Linked DNA regions of Mus musculus: regions 1, 2 and 3 are each linked to region 4. The links are chromatin contacts, called in public HiChIP or PLAC-seq, Micro-C and promoter capture Hi-C maps. All regions are on one chromosome and are shown on one strand. Each heading gives the region's core, a stretch centred on a gene start, on an enhancer-like site or on the middle of the called end of the contact. The rest is flanking DNA. Distances are from core to core; before and after follow the strand shown.

Evidence for each region. Hi-C and Micro-C count contacts between places; a contact is called where the count stands out from the background. HiChIP or PLAC-seq counts read pairs in DNA pulled down with a chosen protein or histone mark. Capture Hi-C pulls out chosen DNA fragments and counts their contacts.
Region 1: a contact with region 4 is called in a promoter capture Hi-C map of liver. The contact joins the promoter of Psmd3 here to the promoter of Neurod2 in region 4. A contact is called at or near these places in 1 of 39 promoter capture datasets (embryonic stem cells), 2 of 484 Hi-C or Micro-C datasets (forebrain and nephron progenitors), 8 of 115 datasets of contacts at active chromatin or transcription factors (the 230-238 cell line, craniofacial prominence, embryonic stem cells and 3 more) and 1 of 9 other capture datasets (liver).
Region 2: a Micro-C map of embryonic stem cells shows a contact between it and region 4, with 2.5 times the contacts expected there. The contact joins the promoter of Thra here to the promoter of Neurod2 in region 4. A contact is called at or near these places in 5 of 39 promoter capture datasets (cranial neural crest, embryonic stem cells, hippocampal neurons and 2 more) and 2 of 484 Hi-C or Micro-C datasets (cortical neurons and embryonic stem cells).
Region 3: a contact with region 4 is called in an H3K27ac HiChIP or PLAC-seq map of large pre-B cells, with 4 times the contacts expected there. The contact joins the promoter of Fbxo47 here to the promoter of Neurod2 in region 4. A contact is called at or near these places in 2 of 115 datasets of contacts at active chromatin or transcription factors (large pre-B cells and pancreatic cancer cells).

Annotation. Positions count from the first base shown.
Region 1 is chr11:98,681,152-98,684,610 of GRCm38.p6, forward strand. Psmd3 (proteasome (prosome, macropain) 26S subunit, non-ATPase, 3) reads left to right here and starts at 1,403. Exons shown (of 12, transcript NM_009439.1): 1 at 1,403-1,786. The coding sequence starts at 1,579.
Region 2 is chr11:98,740,133-98,743,363 of GRCm38.p6, forward strand. It overlaps Thra (thyroid hormone receptor alpha), which reads left to right and starts at 1,653. Exons shown (of 10, transcript NM_001313983.1): 1 at 1,653-1,874.
Region 3 is chr11:97,882,498-97,885,971 of GRCm38.p6, forward strand. It overlaps Fbxo47 (F-box protein 47), which reads right to left and starts at 1,657. Exons shown (of 11, transcript NM_001081435.1): 1 at 1,426-1,657.
Region 4 is chr11:98,327,763-98,331,281 of GRCm38.p6, forward strand. It overlaps Neurod2 (neurogenic differentiation 2), which reads right to left and starts at 1,883. Exons shown (of 2, transcript NM_010895.3): 1 at 1,672-1,883; 2 at 1-579. The coding sequence starts at 574.

The DNA.
Region 1 (3,459 bases), core at 153-2,652, 350 kb after region 4:
GGGAGCAGGAAGGGGGAAGGATATAGGGGGCTTTGGAGATAGCATTTGAAATGTAAGTGAAGAAAATATCTAATTAAAAAAAAAAGCATTTATGCTTAGTAGTGGTGGCAAATGCTTGTAATTCCAGCATTTGGGAAGCAGAGTGAGTTCCCAGACATCCAGGGCAATACAGAAAAACCTTTAAAAAAAAAAAAAAAGCATTTATTTATGGGGGAGGGGAACTCGAGCCTCAGCATGCTTATGGAGGTCAGAGAAAAGCGTGAGACTCAGTTCTCTCCTTCTACCATGGGACCCAGGGATCAAACTCGTGTCTTCATACTTGGCAAGCACCTTTACTCACTTGAGCCATCTCACCACCCCCTCAACATTACTTTCTTTTTTTTTTCTTTTTTTGGAGACAGGGTCTTTTTGTGTAGTTCCCGCTGTCCTGGAGCTTGCTATGTAGACCAGGCTGGCCTTGAACTCAAAGATCTCCCTAGTGCTGAGATTAAAGTTGTGTACCACTGAGATTAAAATTATGTACCACACCTAGCCCTACATTACATTCTTGAGCTGGTGTTTGTTTGTTTGTTTACTTTTTCGGGAAAGGGTTTCTCCGTGTAGCCCTGGTGGTCCCGGAACTCACTCTGTAAACCATGCTGAGCCTCGAACTCACAGAAACCCACCCGTCTCTGCTTCCTGAGTGCTGGGATAAAAGGCATGCACCACCACGCTGGGCATGTTGGGTTTTTCAACAATCTTATATATACTGGCCCTGAGCAGTATACAACGTGGACTCCTATTATTAAATTTGACTAATTCTACACAAATACACACGACCCCCACATTCCCAGGCTGCAGAGAAGGTATGCCTTATACTCAGCATTATACAAAAATTTGACAAGGAAGTTCGGATGCCCTGGGGGTTGAGCTCAGTTTATCGAAAGCCAAACAGCCTAGCTACACGTCCACAAGCTCCTTTTCTTTCTGGTGCTGGAAGCATCTGGCGGGCGTTGAGAGCACGAGCCTGGCGGATTTCATTGGGGACCTGACCCGCGCAAACTGGGAGAGCTTGACCGGGGCGGGGGTTAGGGGGGTGGAGAGGAATCTGCCCGGCAACTCATGATGTCATCCCCATCTGAGCTCCGATAGGTCCTACCCACTTACATGTTAGAGTCTGTTGTAGCCCAGCTTGGAGTCTAAAGTGACCTCTCGCGGACATCCAAAGATGTACACTAGAGAGGAAGATAAAATCACCACTCTCAGGTCCCACAAATTCCTGCAGACTCCTCCCAGTTCCTAGAAGGTCCGCCTTCATCGTTTCTTGAAGACTCCTCCCACTTCCTAGAAGATCCGCCTTCATCGTGCACCTCGGCTGTTGATTTATTTTCCCTCCCTGGACTCGGCCATCTGCTCGCCATGCCTGGCATTTCCCAGAAGCCCCAGCGCCGGGAAGGAGTTTGCAGCTGCTCGGTCATCGTGCGGCCCGACGCGAGCCCGCGCTGGTGTGCAGGCCCGGCTCTGTGCCTGGTCTCTGGTGTGAGGGTTTACGCGAGGCCCCTGCTTCGGTCCCCGGACTAGGCCTCGACCCCGGGCGCCATGAAGCAGGAGGGCTCGGCGCGGCGCCGAGGCGCCGACAAGGCAAAGCCGCCGCCGGGAGGGGAACAAGAACCGCCGCCACCGGCCCCCCAGGATGTGGAGATGAAAGAGGAGGCAGCAGCTGGGAGCGGCTCCACGGGGGAGGGAGACGGCAAGGCAGCTGCGACCGAGCACTCCCAGAGAGAGCTGGACACTGTCACCTTAGAAGGTACGGGAGCCCACGTCGGGGTCGTGCCGCGATCACCGGTGACAGCGGCCAGGGTGATGCGACTTCTTGCTGGGACCTCTGCGTAGCCTCCACCTACCTTGGTTCCTTCGGTCAATGGAGCTGGGGTCAGAAGTGCCCGCCCAACCACCCTGACTCCCTCGACCCCAGCCGATGACCGAACCTGTTCTCCAGTCTGCGGACTGCTCTCCTCCTCTGGGGTTGCATCTTAGTCTCACCGAGCCTTTTCTTCAGTCCTTCCCAGTGATCTACTCCATCCGACCGATTCTAGCGCCTGTTATTGCTATGTAGAAAGTAGCATTTGTATTTGTGTCTAGAGAAACCAGGGTAACAGATTACACTAGCCTCTTAGTTTAAGAGTTTATAAAAATGGGTTCTGTAGCTCTAGGCTCCTTTAGCAAACTCCCTCGGAGAGCCATTTCTACCTTCTGCCTTCCTTCTGTAGTTGAAGCATCTAAACTAAAAGTCCCGGTGCACTTTTCCACTCTCTTAAGGACCTTACCCCTCCTTTCCTAAAGAGTTCAAGCACACGCACGCTTTTACTTCTGAATCAGACCCCCTCCCCCCCCACCCCTGCCTTCTTTCTCTTTTAGTTTATAATGCCTACCTGTGGCCCCGACTCCTATAAGCCAACACCAGAGACCCGTTCTCAGGCTCCTATTGTCCCCTTGTCCCGCTTAAGTTGCTCTTTTACTTTTTCCACTTAGTATATCTTGTCCATGTGCGCGCGATGAGACTTTTCCGGGTGATCTGTAGTTTTTTCTCTCTGTGTGTGTGTGTGTGTGTGTGTGTGTGTGTGTGTGTCTCAACTGCACGAGAAACTACTTTAAAACATGGTGATAGGCCAAGTCATGCCCTGAGTTGTACTTTTGAGTGTAAGTATGTATAGACTGCATCAACTCCCATTCTAAACTTGGTAACAAGATCTGTATACAGTAAAGGTCTTCTTTCCTGAAATAAAAGTTTCCAGTGGCAGAAATGTCACTCAGCATCGTGAAATATTTCATGGTTTGTATTCACTGTAGAAATTCTGGAACATGTGAGCATTTTAAAGCAACAGGGAGAAACTTTTAACCAGAGTTGACATATTTCCTCGTGTATTTTCAAACTGCTCCATAATTGAAATCACTTAAGTATTCAATTTGGATCAGGGCATTCGTATGTAAAGATATTGTCATTTTCTTTTTGTTGTCTTCATTTAATACATCCATGAACATAGGGTTCAACTTATGCAAGAAGCATTTGTTGACTACTTAGTATAGTGATGGAGATTATATAAAGTCCAGAATCCGTTTCCCTGTTTGTGTGGGTGAATTAATAGCATTAGCTGTTTTGTTTGGGTTATTGTGAACATGGGAGCTCATGAGCTGTGCTAGCACATGATAGAAATACATGGTGGGCCCTCCATACATAGTCGCTGTAACTGTAGCAGTTACTGTCACACGCGAAGCACCCGTTGTTAAGTGGGCAGTGAGACTCAGAGCATTCTCTTAACTGCTGCACATCTAAGTTCTTCTTTTTTCTCATTTCTTGCTCTTTTAAGTAGTTTTGCAGTCCTCACTATTCCAAAGTTTTCAATCTACTTTTGTAACTACTTAAATATGGCTTCCCAGAATTTGTATACCTAAGTCAAAAAGGGTAAACATGTTTGAATT
Region 2 (3,231 bases), core at 403-2,902, 410 kb after region 4:
CAGTGCACTGAGAGCACACTGCAGCCTTCTCTACACTACAGCTGTTGCATGTCCGCTGGGAGCCGGGACTGAGCTGGTTCATTTACTGTTTGCTGACTCTGCACACTGGAGCCTCAATTTCCCCACTGCAGCTGCCGCTGTACAGTGCAGGCTTCTTTCAACCATTGTGTGTGTCCTTCAGTCCCCCTTGCCATCCCCAGTAACCGTAGGCTTCCACTTCGTTCCTCCCTCATCCAGCTTCCTGTCCCTTCCCTATCGGGAGCCCCACGAGAGGCATTCTCCCTTCTCCTCATCCCTTGTAAACCCTTAAAACCCCTTGTAAGAGAAGTGAGTCCATTGGCTCAGGATGTAGGTGGCTGGAACTAAGATGTGCAAGGGCAGCCCAACTTGGAGAGACTGTTGGTCAGCAACCCACTCAGCAAACGATTCTATCCAGTATGAACTGAACGGTTAGAAGAGCAGCTCCCCAGACACACTCTCTGGCTCCTCCCCAAGAGCAGGCTGTGGAGGCAGGGCTCCGCCCTGGGAGCCGTGGGAAGGCTATGGCCCCCGCTGGTAAAACTGGGCTAATGATAGCGGGGGAACCGGCGGGGCCAGAGGGGGGTGCTAGGGTAATTAGACCTCTGCCTGGCGGTAGTAGATCCCAAGATGAAAGGGGCTCTGGCGTCACTGGCAGGGTTTTATGTCCACGAATGCAGGTGTGTGTGTGTATGTGTGTGTGTGTGTGTGTGTTGTGTGTTTTGTGTGTGTGGTTGGCGCACGTGCGCGCGCGTGCGCGCGCAAGGGTCCGGAACTGGCATGGAGACCTCTCCTTTGAGAAAAGGAGTCCACCTATTTGCAGCCACTCTGTTGCTTAGATTGGCCCTTGAACCATTTGGATTTTGATGGTATACACAGGAGAGGAAATATCACCTCTGAGAAGCTGGGAGATAAGGGGCTGTAGCGAGTCTTGTCCACCCCCATTCCCCAAGCTTAGTATAGGAGTATATTGTTGGGGAATGGCTGGTGGGCAGTGACTAGAAAGAGCTTCCATGGAGAACAGAGACGTTTGCAAGAGGAGACAGTGGATTCAGCATTAATGTTAGAAACGAGAGAGGAGGCACAATGTGGAACGAGCCTCCAAAACGGCTAGAAATAGGATGGTTGAAGTTAGGAGGATTTCAGAAGTAACCTGTCCAACCTTTGGATTTTGTGCTCTTACCCTGGATGCTGTAATGTGTTCAAGGTCACACAGGGAGTTGTTCGCAAAGAAGGGACCCGAACTCTGAAACTACCCTTAGCGTTTGGTATCTGGACTTCCTCCCGGATTTATAAGGTGCAGTGATCTCCTCGGTCCTTCTCCCCCTACCCCAGGGTGCAAACCAGAACCCCCCTCCCCCAATTCTCCTCGCAAATGAAAGCTATTTTATTTGAAAATGACATCTTTCTCAAAACGTGTCACCGACCGTCGCTCCTGGATGGAGCCGTAGGGGGGGCGGGGGTGAGGTGGGCGAGTCTGAGCCTGGTAGGGGCCAAGGCGGTAGAGGGGCTGCGGGGCGGCCGGCCAGGAGCTGGGGAGCGGCGGGGGGCGAGGGGCGGGGACCGGCGACTGCGAGGCGGCCTGCAGGGAGCAGCCGCGAGCCGGCCGGGCGCGCGGAGCTGGAGCCCCAGCCGGAGCGGGGCGGGGGAGGGAGGAGCCAGAGCGGCCGCCGCCTCTGCCGGAGGAGCCGCGGGGCCGCCACACTCGCCCCCCGCCCCCCCGCGCTCACTCGCACTCACACCCCGGCGCTGGAGGCGGGCGGCCCGGGCCCCACCGGCCCCCCATGGACGCCCCCGGCACGGGGCGCTGAGACCCCCGCGTCGTTGCTCAGCTCGGACCAGCGCGCCAAGCCGAGGTAAGGAGGAGGGAGCAAGGGGGCATTAATATGCAAATGCATCGCGATTGATTATGCAAAGCCGCGGGTCTCTGGCCAGCTTGGAGGCGGGCTGGGGGCGCCCAGGGGGTTCCCGCCGCCGACCTCAGTCTTTTCCGGCGCCCGGGTGACCCTGTCACAGCCCGAGAGCTAGCCACTTACGCCCTGGGGAAAGAAGGTGCTGTTAAGTGGTCGGTGGGCCCCGGGGTTCGCCCAGGGAGATGGCGTCTGGGCCTCCCCTTCGAGGGCCCGCCCCGGCCTCTGTCCGGCCGGTCTGCTGCGCATTCCCGGGTTGGGCCCCGCTGCCTGCCGAGGCTCCCCCGCCCGCCCCGCCGCGGTTTGTTTACGGTGTGCCAGAAGCTTGTCGTGTCCCCCCACCCCCCCAGCCAAAGAGACCGAATGGCCTTTGCAAAGCTGTCTCTAGCTAGGAAGGGCAATGTGGGTGCGGCAGGGTGGAGGGGCTTGCATGGGCTGGAGGAGAGAGAAGCCCCCCTCCCCTCCCCACCTCTCCAGTTGAGCATGGCTTTCTGGTTGCAACACTCCTAATTGCAAAAACGCGGCGGGTGGGGTGGGGTGGGGGGAGTGTGAGCTTGTAGTAGTGGGGGTGTACTTGATGGTCCCTAGATGATTAGGAGAATTGTTGGCCTGTGGTTGGGGAAGAGAGGAAGAAATGGACCCGTGTTCTGTGTGTGTGTGTGTGTGTGTGTGTGTGTGTGTGTGTGTGTCCGCGCGCGCGCGCGTGCATGCTCCCCGTTTCCCTCCCTTGCAACGTGTCTCTGGTGCCCCTTTTCTATCTTGGGCCCTCCCTTGTCCAGTGTGAAAAGAAGGCCTGGGAAGATGTCAGAGGCAATGAAGAGAGCCACCCATTTTAGGGACTGGAGGGGGGAGCACACAGAAGGAAAGCCAGGGAGACGGGAGGCCTGCCCCTGAATGCTGGCTCTGGACCCAGGAGGGGGAGGGGATGAAGGGGGCCATTGTCCAAGATGAAGGGGGAGGCAAAGGTGACATGCAGACAACAGATATGCCTACACAGACAGCTACATGCTCACTCGGGGACATCCAGGCAGATTCAAGGACAGGAGCTGCTGGACACACCCACATGGGGACAAGGGAAGAGGCAGGCCTCCACTGCAGAGTGGAGCTCAAAGGGTGGGACACACCCACGGGAGACCAAGAGCAGGGCGGAGAGACGGCCTATGCACATACCCACGCATAGGATCACAGGGAGATGCTGTCACACAGGGGTAAGAAGGAGTCATTGTCACCCACACCGAGAAAGTCACTATCGAATGCATGCATGCACACATGCACACACACAGCAATTGGACACAGTCGCACA
Region 3 (3,474 bases), core at 407-2,906, 450 kb before region 4:
TACTTCAGATTTCAGTGAAATTTCAGATTAGTAATTGTGAAAATGGCTACCTTTACACAATATGTTTATTTTTATAAAACACAGCTAAGTGAAAGAAAACTAAATTCACTCATGTATTTTGGTGTTTATATTACTGTGAAAATTGTATTTATGTATTCATTTTCGACAAAAAAGTAAGGACTCATACTATTTTGTAATCTTATTACAATTTAATTCAATGCCAATACATGTATTTCTACAAGAATATGTATTTTAATATCCTCATGTAATTCCAAGTGGAAGAATTCTGATTGACTTAATTAAAAAGGTTGTTATTAATTTTAATTTTTCTTTTGTTCTCTTTCTTTCTTACCTTTTTTTTTTTCCTTATTTTCTCTGTGTAATAATGCTGGCTGTCCTGGGACTCACTCAGTAGACCAGGCTGGCCTCACAGAGATCCAGTCACACAGATCCATCTGCCTCTGCCTACCAAGTGTTGAGATTAAGGGCGTGCAACACCACTGCCATGCTTACTACAGAATTTTCAAGTATTTTTACTATAATAAAACATAAATTTGCTTTTTCTTCCAGAAACTTCCATCCTAGTCAGACTAGTGTGGGGCTAAACAACCTCCTCCCAGGGGTCTTTATCACCTATTAAGGGTATAGACATAACGTGTATGTATAATTTTTCACTTAAATCTCTGAGAGAAAAAAAACAAAAACCAACTGATCCCAGTTATTTCAAAACTTAGACTCAACTGGCGAACAGCTATAGTCCCAGCAACAAGGGAGACAAAGGCTGAGTTCGAGGTCAGCCTGGTCTGTGGGAGTCTAACAGTGCAAGTCCCACAGCAGCTGGGGTGGTTTCACAAAGAAACACTGTAGTGGAAACAAACTAACAAACAAACAAAAAGCCAACAAAACAAAAGAAAACAAAACCCCAACATTTAAGTCTCCCTTTCCTCCCTCAGACCTATTTTAGGGGTGGAGGAGCGCAGGATTTTGTGGAAACAGTACCTATTTCCTACCAAACTCTTCCTGCTTTCCCCTTAGCCTGAAGGTACGAAGCGCACAAGCCCTGTGACAATGGGATACAGTTTTTCCCTTGTGGCTCCCCGGCGGGCGTGGAACTCTCGAGCCTCCTGCCTCGGCCTCCGAGGAGCCGGTGACAGGCAGCACTGCCCCGCCCACGCACCGAGAACGGGGCGGGTCTAAGGGCGCCGACCTCGTCCCTGCCCCCACACCCTCTTCCGGAGGGGAAAAAATACCCCAGCAAGTCACCGCGCTTTGTCTTAACGTTCCTTTGCCAGCGCTAAACACCGCCAAAGAGGTCACCTAGGGAACCAGAGCAGAAACTGGCCCGCATAAAAATCAAATAGGACCTGCTGAAAAACACGCAATTATTTCTACCGGAAGTACTGGGGAATATAAAACACTTGTTACCACAGATTTCGACAGTTTTTCCGGCTACAGTATCACAGGAAAGTGGGATTTAGTCGTCTCGTCCCACCATCCTCAGATTTCACAAATACTTAAAAATAAAAATAAATAAAAAATTAAAAAAAAAAATCTCCTCAGGCTTTTCCCGCCAGATAATGGGGGCGGATCCTGCTCCGCTCTCTCCGCTCCGCCCCGGAGCTGCGTCCTCAGCTCTCGGGCGCCCCCGTCGCCTCAAGTAGATTTTAGAATTCTCCCAGGAGCCCCAGCGGGAGGAGGCTCCGCCCCCTCATGAATATCGAGCAGCCTCGCCTCCTCTGCCCCTCCCCTCATGAATATTCAGAGATCTCCCGGGAACCCTGCGGGCGGAGCCTCACCCTCTCAAGAAAGGATGAGACGCCGGGATCCTCGGCTCTTTTGCCTCCTCTCTTGAATCGCTCGGAGCACTCCCAGGAGTCCACGCACGGGAGGAGGCCCCACCCCCTCGCGAATAGAAAGAAACCTCGGCTCTTCAGTCTTTCCCTTATGAATACCCAGAACCTTCTCGGGAAACGCCCCCAAGCAGGCCACGCCCTCTCATGAATACTAAGCAGAGGCTCCCATGGTGCCCTCCTGTTCAGGGATGTTATTCGGAGTGAGGCCCTTAAAAGCCCGTGCTACCTCCATTTTAGACACCAAGTTGCTGAACGGGAGAAACGGGAGCTCTTATGGTAGGGTAAGTGGGGAGGCTGTAAATGGAGATCTCAAACTTGGAGGAGTTATACGCTCCACTACGTTTTTTTACACTCAGGTTTTAAAAAAAAGATTTTATTTACTTTACGTTTAGGAGTCCACTTTTGCTGTCTTCAGACACCCAGAAGAGGGCATCAGTTCTCATCACAGATGGTTATGAGCCACCATGTGGGTGCTGGGAATTGAACTCAGGACCTCTGGAAGAGCAGTCAGTGCTCTTAACCACTGAGCCATCTCTCCATCCCTACACTCAGTTTTAAGGCAGTTTCCGATTCACTCTTCCCCTGGGCCAACAGGATCTGTCACAAGAGCTTTTCATTAAAAAGTTGTTAGATGCCTGGTGTGATGGCATTTCCCGATGGAGGCAGGAGGCTAAACCAGCCTAAGCTACTTGAGAATCTGGCTCAACCACCCCACCCCCAAAGCCCTTAATATTAAATTCTCATTTATTTACAGATTCTGTGTCTTTTTCTTTTCTCTTTTTCTTTGAGACAAGGTCTTGTTGGGTAGTGCTAGGCTAGCCTAAACCTCTGACTCTTGCATGAGCCAGTTACAGTGCTGGGATTACAAAAATCATGATCCAGTATGCAGGGCTTGATTCAGATGGAAGCCTGCAGTGGGGCAGGCTGTCTGGGAGGCCTTAAAGATATAACAGAATGATACATATTATTTGAGACTGGGTCTCTTGTAGTCCAGGCCTCCTAGACTCCTCAGGTACATAGGCATATATATTCAGGAAAAACACCTATCCACATAGAAACACAAGAAAACCAAACAACCAGTTAAAGTAGATAACAGATACCCTGACTTCCCTGGGTTGGAGTAGCCTAGCGGTAGAATGCTTGCCTAGAACACACTGGAGCCTAGTTTCCACCCCTAGCATCCTCAAAGTCCTGACTTCCCTCTTCTAAATCTTCCTCCAGGTTTCTTTTGGAAATCTGTACCTCTTAGATGTTGGGAGCATTAGCATTAGTATGTACTTAGCAGATGTGAGGTCCCAGGTTCAAACCCCCACCCTACCCCCAAAAAGCAAAAAAAAAAAAAAAAAAAAAAAAACCCACTTTACATGACTTTTTCTGTAGCCATACTTACTTCCCCAAGTGGTGCTGTAACCTTGAGATGACCTGTCTCGTATCTCATTTACTAAATTAGGACAGATACTTCAGTACTACCTGCCCCCTGCCTTCCTTATCCTGTACCTTAATTCTTGTACTCAAACAGCAGATGAAATAATAGCTGAAGGAAGGCTTGGGTGCAAACCTGTCATTCCAACTACTTGGGAGGCAGAGGCAGGAGGATCACAAGTTCAAGGCCTTCCTTGGA
Region 4 (3,519 bases), core at 633-3,132:
TCTGCACGTAGGACACCAGATCCGGCCGCTTCCCGGAGCGCAAGATCTCCGAGAGAGCCCAGATGTAGTTCTTGGCCAGGCGCAGGGTCTCGATCTTGGACAGCTTCTGCGTCTTGGAGTAGCAGGGCACCACCTTGCGCAGGTTGTCCAGAGCCGCGTTCAGGTCGTGCATGCGGTTGCGCTCCCGCGCGTTGGCCTTCTGTCGCCGCAGCTTGGAGCGCTCCAGACGCGCCTTGGTCATCTTGCGTTTCTTCGGCCCGCGCTTCTTGGGCCGCTCGCCTTCCGCCTCGTCCAGTCCTTCCTCCTCCTCCTCTTCCTCCTCCTCCTCGCCGCCCAGCTCTCCTTCCTCCTTGACCTCAGCCAACGTGGGTTCAGGGATCTCTTCTCCTCCACGAAGAGACACTGGCTTGGCGGCCCGGGCGGGTCCTGGAGCCCCCGACCCGGGAGCAGGAGGAGGCTGCGGCGGCGCGTCGCCCTTGTCGCTCCTCGGCTCGTCGTCGTCGCCGTCGCCCCAGCTGGCGAACTTGGGCACGTCCGAGAGGAGGCCGGGCTCGCTGAACAGGCGGGTCAGCATGGTGCCTGAGGGCGCCCCGGGGGCGGGGAGACAGACAGCACAGAGTGAGGGGCGCGCCGGGGTCACCACGACCCCCCAACCCGCCTCCACCCCCCAAGTCTCCGTGAGCGCCCCAGCTCAGGGGCCCCCGATGCCCACTACGTCCTGCTGCCCCGCCCAGAGCCGGCCCAGCCCTGCCCGGCTGCCAGTGGGGGACCGCGGCCCAGGCCCTTGCCCGAGATCCGGGCTCCTGCTCCGCCCCTGGCCCGGAAGGAAGCTGCTCTCGGCCGGTGTCGGGGTCCCAGAGAGCTTGACCAGGTGGGGGGTTAAGGGACCAGGTCCATCTTCCCGGGGAGGCGGTGCTCTCGCCCGAAAGCCAGCTCTCTCCCGGTGACGGAGAGAAGCTGGGCGGCCGCCGTGGGGACGCTGCCCCGGTTCCTCCTCTCCACGGTCCGGCCCCTCGGCCTGGCTCCCCAAGCCCTCCGGTGCCTCTCACCCCCAAGCTCCCTAATCCAATTTGCAAGTTGGCCGCGCGCCGCCCCCGGCCGGGCCCCCACCCCCGCAGCCCCAATTCTAGACACCGGAGCACCGTCTCCTCTCTAGCTGCTGCTTACGGGTCTCCCGGAGCGGGCTCCGGGTGCGGGGACTGAAGAAGCCGGGCGTGGGGAGGAGACCCAAAAGCGAACCCTGTTCGTCTCCCTTGCGGTCAGGGACCCTCTTCCCCTCTTCAAACTCCCTCCCTCCCACACGTCTCTACAGATCTCGTTGTATTTTGAGATCCTTGGGGAAAAATCCAAATTTATTTGTTTGCTTATCTTTTTTGGTGGTGGGAAAAGGTCACAGGTTCCTTCGGGACAGTCATGGGGGGGGTCCCATCTTCGCTTCTTCGAGTGCCTCATGACCCTTCCCCCTCAGCCCATCCTAGGCATACCATCTCCTTCCGCAGCCCCTTAAGCTGCGGCCCCAATGGGAGAGAGAACACGGGGCGCCCCCGCTGCCCATCCCGTAAGGGGGTAGGGTCCCAGGAATAGGAGAACTGGGGGGGACTTCCATGTCCGAAGCAGCGCCCCCCCACCACTAATAGCAGGTCAGATCTAGCTCCCTCTCGGACAACTTACCTCAGAGAGGAGTCAAGGGGAGAGGGGAGGGGAGGGGGGAGGGGGCAAGAGAGAGAGGGGGGAGAAGAGGAATCTTCTCGCTTATTTCATTGTTCCCCCATCTTCAGGGAGCGGGGGCAGCGGTTCCTCAAGGCGGCGGGCGCCGGCGTCTTCAGAGCGCCATGCGAGCCGCGGAGCGAGTGTGGCATCTCTACCAGGCGGGGTACCAGCCTCTATGCCAGGCCATATGGGCTTGGCACGTCACGGGCAGCAGCTATCACATGAGAGACGGTGATTGGCATGCGTCTGCATTGGGGGAGAGCCGGCTCCCCCGGGACCCGCCGCCATCTGTCACTCTCTACTCCAAAAAAAAAAAAAAAAATTAAATAAATAAAGGAAATAAATAAATATCTCTGCCGCCCTCCCCTCCCCGCCCAACGCAGGAAAAGCAGAGATTGAGAGGGAGGTGGGAGGATTTGCCCCCCTCAGATATAGAACCCCCCACATGGGAACAATGGGGTGGCAAGTCTGGGAATTGGCGGTTTGTGGTTGCCAGGCCAATTCAGGGCTCTCTCCAGGGTCTTGATCTGTCCATTTCCCTGTCTCCAGGTCCCTAAGGTGGGTCAGGACCAGACCCTGGGGTGTGGAGAAGGGACCTCGGTGCTTACTGCCGCTCCCCAAGAGAATCCCCTCCACCACAAAGGGACAGCTGAGGCTCCTTCCAGGGTGGGTGTGGGGGGCATCCCTGGCCCAAGCCCCATAGGTAGATGCTGGCACCATGCCATTCCTCATCCCTGTCTGCCCCTCCCCCACCCACCCTCACGCACACACAACATATGTGGCTGAACAAAATTCAAACCAAGGGAAAGACAGAGAAAGGGAAAGATTTGCCTCCCTGGGTGTCTGTGCCTCTGCATGGGCGTGTTGTGCGTGCGCACGCGAGTGCTCATGTGTGTGTGTGTGTGTGTGTGTGTGTGTGTGTCTGTGGGGACATGTGTGTCTATCTGTGTAGTCATCACACAGGAGATCTTTCCTTGGGTGTCAAGGGCAAATGTATGGTGGGGTGGGGTGGGGAGGGATTTGGAGATGAGCTATGTGTCCCTATCTGGGTTAAGGTGGGCACAGATCTGGATTCCTAACCCAGAAGCCCTCTTCCTCCTCTTCCTCCTCCTTCTTGAGTCACTGAGGCCTTACCACCCCTGATCCTTGCCAGGTAGGCCATCCACCAATGCCTCTCTTTTGGCCTTCTGATTTGGTTAGCTGAAGGAAAGGGTATGACTGGTTGCAGGCCGCTTAGAGTTTTTAGACAGGACCCAGCACTCTTCCTCTCTGCAGAAAATACAAAAGCCACAGAGGCTGACCCCATCAGTCACAGGAGAGGCCAGAGAGGAGAAGACCAGACAGGTGTCTTGCTGAGGGAGGTAGGAAATGGATGCTTTATTTTACAGTTCCCCTTGCAAGGTTCCTATCCTGCCAGACACAGATGCAAATGGTACAGGTTAAAGGGAGGAGCTTCCGACACACCCACCTTCCCACCAGTTCCTCACTCTGTGGTGGAGAAAATGGAAACACACCCCTGTTCAGAGTTAACCTGTGTGAGAGACAAGTACTTGCAGTCAGGGGTAGAGACCCTTGACCACACTGGACTCAGGCAGGTGCTGTCTTCAGGCCCAAATTTCTTGTCTCTCCCTTGACCTACCTGTGCACACCCAACAACCTTGGCTCACATATTCAGATGCCAGCCAGCCACATAGCAAGCACAGAACCACACAGACAAAAGGAAGACCGCACCACATCCCTTAGTCCAAGTGGATGCCCTCTGGTCTTACCTGGAGAACCCTTCTCAAGGGAGTCTTGGGCTGATAAGAC